2 separate regions of the Mus musculus genome follow, and region 1 is linked to region 2. Evidence: chromatin contacts called from public Hi-C data. All regions are on one chromosome and are shown on one strand. The core of a region is the stretch at or near the end of the contact, and the rest is flanking DNA. Distances in the headings are between cores, read along the strand shown. Region 1 has its middle 44 kb from the start of Npy. Region 2 has its middle 110 kb from the start of Gm31226.

What was found. A called contact is a pair of places that touch in the nucleus more often than the background predicts.
Region 1: a contact with region 2 is called in a Hi-C map of the N1E-115 cell line, with 17 times the contacts expected there. The contact joins two enhancer-like sites. A contact is called at or near these places in 4 of 484 Hi-C or Micro-C datasets (the N1E-115 cell line, Th2 cells, bone marrow-derived dendritic cells and 1 more).

What each region holds. Positions count from the first base shown.
Region 1 is chr6:49,777,116-49,779,917 of GRCm38.p6, forward strand. No RefSeq gene overlaps it. Among named protein-coding and RNA genes, the nearest start is that of Npy, 44 kb to the right of the region's middle. Within about 2 kb of position 1,461, at least 19 of the 459 cell types and tissues checked have an H3K27ac peak or open chromatin away from gene starts, as enhancers often do. A contact at or near this core is called in the N1E-115 cell line, where this site is marked.
Region 2 is chr6:49,521,943-49,524,642 of GRCm38.p6, forward strand. No RefSeq gene overlaps it. Among named protein-coding and RNA genes, the nearest start is that of Gm31226, 110 kb to the right of the region's middle. Within about 2 kb of position 1,424, at least 11 of the 459 cell types and tissues checked have an H3K27ac peak or open chromatin away from gene starts, as enhancers often do. A contact at or near this core is called in the N1E-115 cell line, where this site is marked.

The DNA.
Region 1 (2,802 bases), core at 211-2,710, 260 kb after region 2:
CTTACAAAATGCCTTATTGGCCTAGAAATATGTATGTAACCCAGGTATTAAGTACATAAAATAAGCATATAGATCATTCATCGGTGATAATAAGCCAAAGAGAAAGGTATTGGCTACATATTACAACTTCACCATTAATTAAAGCTGAAAGGAAACTTGTATACTATTGAGAGATGTTTCTTTTTTCATAAATGATTAAGCCTTGGCTGAGTATTTGATATTTCAGGGCAGGGTGCGTCTTCAATATTTTTCAGAGTTGATTGATATTTTGGTTTTACAGCTGCCAGTGCTTACAATACAACTTTGCATAAATACACAGTACAAAATGGCAGAGTGCTGTTATGGCCACTTCAGAAACAGTCAGGAATACTTTCCTAACCCCAAGCCAAACATGCTAGCATAGCATAATGCAATCTAAAATTAAATATATTTAATACATGCTGAGGAATAACAATAAAGAAGTGAGGAGAGTCTTTATTTTCTATATGAGTAGAAAGCTGAATATAAAGTAAAAACACTACCGTCTGTAATACACAGCCATCTAGAGTCTGCACTGCGATGCTTCAGGCCGTGTTCAGTGGCATTTTATGTCTCCGTGGCGTGGCTCAGTGTAAGGTGCTCGTGCTGTGTTTTCAAAACCAAGGCTTTCATGAAGTCAGGTGATATAACACAAGGGAACACTGCTAGTCAGCCCTTGAGTCCATTAAACATTTGATTTTAAATTCATTTTAGTTATTGCATGTTCAGGAATTGTCTTTTGGTGGAGGGGACACTCCCCCCCTCCCCCCACACACACACACATTTGGTTACACAATACCACCAGAGAACATGACCCACATTTTAAGAATCTGGGGTTTAGACCCTATGAATGACTGTTGCCTCACTGAAGGTGAACCCGAAAGGGTCAGGGATGGGAGGCACTGAGGATAAACTTGACACACAGCAGCTAACAAATAACAGGTACACTGGGAGCACAACCTCTTAGGTTATTGAAATAACTACCGAGTCAGAATCTCGGGGGGAGGGTTCAGAAGTCTATATTTTTCACAAGGTTGCAGGAGGAGGCTGCCGCCGCCGGGTTTGAGAGCTGCTGGACACTTGGCTCCTGCTCTCAGCGGCCCAGATCCTTTTCCGGAAGCCACACTGCAGAGCAGTTGCCAACCTCTGCTGTCAGGCCGCCTGGTACAGGCAAAGCGAATATGGAAACAGATGTGCCCAGCGGCGGTGGCTGCTTGCGGGTAGCAAGTTGCTCCCTGCTCACGCTGTGGGACCTTCAGATAAAGAGGAAGAAACATGCTTTTCTGAAGGCAGCCTTTCCTACCTTAGCCCTGACTATGAGGTCAGGGAGAATATGTGGCCTGGAGGAGTTTCTCTAAGGATTTATTCTCAGGAGAACACAGATGGCATGGTGTCACTAACAAGGACATGCAGGCGAAGCCCTGGGGCCATCTGGTGCCTACTTCATCTACCCCTGGGCTACTTACTGGGTTTGTGCTCTGGACAGACACTGGACCCAGTGTAAGAAGTATTCCCCGACTCCTCTCTGTCTTGGGTGCAGTAGAGGCTGCCCCTGTGCCTCCCCCAGCTGCCTCTTCCCGGTTCCTACAGTGAGTCTTATTTTGACTGTAATACGTGTTTTTTTCTTTTCTTTTCTTTTTTTTTTCAATCTAAAAATACTGCTAAGCATATGTTTTAAGGAGGAAAAAAAAGCAGTTCTCTATGTTAGACCCCATGCTAGGGACTTCATAAGCATTAGCTCTCTTTGCCTGACAAGCAGCCTACAAAGTGAATACGGTTATTCCCACTACGTCAGGTGGAGTTTACTCATGCGCAGTGGAGTCAGGGTTCCAGCCTGGCCCGTTTGTTGTAATTCTTATTATACTTTTCCTTGTTTTCATTTGACAATGTGCCTAACTGTGCTTATTTATTGACCTGTTCATCACTTTCTTCTTTCTACCTTTCAACACATACATACGCGCGCGTACACACACACACACACACACACACACACACACACACACACACACACACCTTGAAATAGTCTAGGCTTGCCCCTGTACTGTTTCATCGCTCAGCCCTGCACATGCTTCTCAGATATTCAATTTGATTATATTGCTTAAGCCTAAAAACTAGGGTATATTCATCATCGAAAGGGGGTCCTCCCCCTCCGGTTTGTGAAAACATTTATCTGAAGCAACAGCAACAGGGTGAAATATTTGAAATTGAGACTGGCCCAGAAAAGCTGGGACAAATAAATGATTGCTGCAAACTGTCACTGTAAAAAATATTGAAAAGATTGTTGCTGGTGATCATTGCTGGCTGCTTAAAACTGCAAAAACACGGTCCCTCTCTTTTATTTGGGGTATATATATTTCCCTAAAGGAAAGCATATATGTGTTTCTGCAACCCCCACCCCCAACCACCATCAATGAGAAAGGGTCAATTAACCACCAGAAAGAATGGAACAGGGCTGATAGAGACACAGAGGGGCCAAGGGCACACTGGACATTTATTTCTTCCAGAACCTTCATAAAGAGGACAAGGTATCTGAGGAGGCGGCCGGACAGGACAGCGGGTGATGGACGGCAGACACTGGCCCGGGAGGGGAACTGCAGACACTGAAATCAAATAGAGTTTCTTGTGAAGCAAAACAGTGAGGAAATGAATGGCTGGCCCCAAACAAAGCAGCGATCTGGTGGCTGCTGTCGAGAAAAAGCCCCTCCCCCTAGCCCTGGGCAAAGCAGAAAATCCAATAGGAAATTTTTATCATCTAGTGGCAGGAAGGGACCATTAGTACCCCAA
Region 2 (2,700 bases), core at 174-2,673:
TTTCATAAATTCATTGTTTTTAATTGCTGAGTAGCACTCCATTGTGTAAATGTACCACATTTTCTGTATCCATTTCTTTGTTGAGGGACATCTGGGTTCTTTCCAGCTTCTGGCTATTATAAATAAGTCTGCTATGAACATAGTGGAACATGTGTCCTTATTACATGTTGGAACATCTTCTGGGTATATGCCCAGGAGAGGTATTGCTGGATATTCCTGTAGTACTATGTCCAATTTTCTGAGGAACCGCCAGACTGATTTCCAGAGTGGTTGTACCAGCTTGCAGTCCCACCAGAAATGGAGGAGTGTTCCTCTTTCTCCACATTCTTGCCAGCAACTGCTGTACCTGAATTTTTGATCTTGGCCATTCTGACTGGTGTGAGGTGGAATCTCAGGGTTGTTTTGATTTCCATTTCTCTGATGTAATCATTTCCATTACATCAGGATGTTGAACATTTTTTTTTCAGGTGCTTCTCAGCCATTTGGTATTCCTCAGTTGAGAATTCTTTGCTTAGCTCTGTGCCCCATTTTTAATAGGGTTATTTGTTTTTCTGGAGTCCATCTTCTTGAGTTCTTTGTATATATTGGATATTAGTCCCCTGCAACATTCTTTTAATAAGGGTTCAACCTCTCCTCTAGCCCACCACCCAGCAGAGGTAGTGGAAGAAAAAGTTATTAGGAAAGTGGGTAATTGGACCTATTCAGCAGTAGTTCTTTGGGGACAAGCTGGATTTTCTTTGGTAGCAGTTCAGTCCTGTTGAGTCATGACTCAGCAGCTGCAGACCAGTTGTCTAGGTAGGCAGACACCAGGCATGAACCAGCAGCTGCAGTCCAATCCTTTCAGCAAGCAAGCACCAGGCAGCTCAAGTTCAACCTGAACAAACTGCCAGGCTTTCCAACCAGCCTAGGGTGAGGCTGCAGAGGCAACAAGCTGCTGCAGGAACCTCACGAGCAGTTCTTGGGAGAGTTTCTCTCAATGGTAGCATTATCACAGGTTAAGCTCAACAATACAATGTAAGGCAAACCAATTCATGTGGGTCGTTATCAAAGAATAGCAAGGCACAGCAAACCAAGCCAAAGCTCAGGGCTCATCCCCCACTGTCCGTGGGGTCATATTTGTACACCTTCATCAAGAGTCCTTTCATGTGTCTGCTATATCCAAACATCCTTTTACCTGTCTGCTTCAGGAAAACAGCCTTTCATGTGTCTGCTTTAGCAAGACATCCTTTCACCTGTGTGCCTCAGCAAAACATTATTTGACATAAACTGAACTTTCCAAAGAGCTAGACATTTCCACTTCATGAAAGTTCTTGGGATTTGGGCACAAGGTGAAGAAATCTCTTTCCCAAGTAGTTTGGTGTTAGAGAGTACAAGTGGTGGAGACAAGAACAAACACTGGGGGCCTCTGTTGCTCTACAGAAAAGAATTCTGGACAGTAAGCTCACAGCATCGGTAGAGGGTGAAAAGAGCCACATGATTTTTGCCCAGCTCTTCTGCAGTTGAGTGTTTCTGGCTTTAGAGATACTGGCTGGCCAGGAAGGCATTTTCTTGAAGTCATAGACTGGTGCTTTTGCATACCTGCCTGAGGAATCCTCAGTCTCCCTTTCCAGTCTCTCTTCCTCCTTCTTGCTTGTTGCCATGATTAGTTACTTTAGAGAAAATTGCTGCAGAATTATATTTTTGGTTACAACAGGTATTTTGGGGGATGTAAACTATTTGTTAAAAAACTCCATGCTGAGATATGTCTCAGTTGCTACCACCAAGCTCTCATAACTCCCCAGGTACTGTGCAGGTTAATGCTTTGATATTTATTTGCCTTTTCTGACTTGAGCATCCTGATTCATTTTTATCTGATAGTGGCTCCATTTCTGGCCATCAGCTGGTAACTTCATCTCACAAGCGCTATGATGAACGGCACATAAGAAGTGCAGGCGCGGTCTTGGTCACGATGCTGGTACTTGCCTGAGTCACCGCTTGCATCATCAGCTGCAATCTGATTGTGATTCATAAAATCTTATTTCCACTGCATCTTTTCTAACCCCTGCCTACGCTTTGGCTATGGTGATAAATATGGAATGGCACTTGGTTTTAGGAGAAAACCTAGGTAATATCCTGTGAGCTGCTATGAAATGTTCTAAAAACTTTAAACAATAATCTTTATCTGCATTAATTAATCCCATTTCGCCCTGTTGTTTTTTTTTTTTTTTTTTTTTTTTTTTAGCTTGTTTAAGGTTATGCTTGGAGGGTTTATCAAATTGGTTACTAAGTAGTGATCTGAACAAATTAAGTAGTGATCTGAACAAAATTTCACTGAATTTTTGCAAATTGGGAAAAGATGTGGTTTATAACATGGCAATCTGAACCTGGTGGCCATCGATAGCTTTTATCAGTTAGTAACTTCAGGCCCTGATACAATCATTGATTTTAAAGTGTACTTTGGAGACTTGAGATATGTTCAGTGATCATTTACCTACGATGGTCAAAGAACTGGGTTTGATGAAAAAGTCTTTATTCCTTCTGTATCTCCTTTTTGCTTTTTGGACTTTGTTTGATTTTCTACTTTTCCTCTTTTCTTTTCTTTTCTTTTCTTTTCATTTCTTCTCTTTTCTTTTCTTTTCTTCTCTTCTCTTCTCTTCTCTTTTCTTTTCTTTTCTTTTCTTTTCTTTTCTTTTCTTTTCTTTTCTTTTCTTTTCTTTTCTT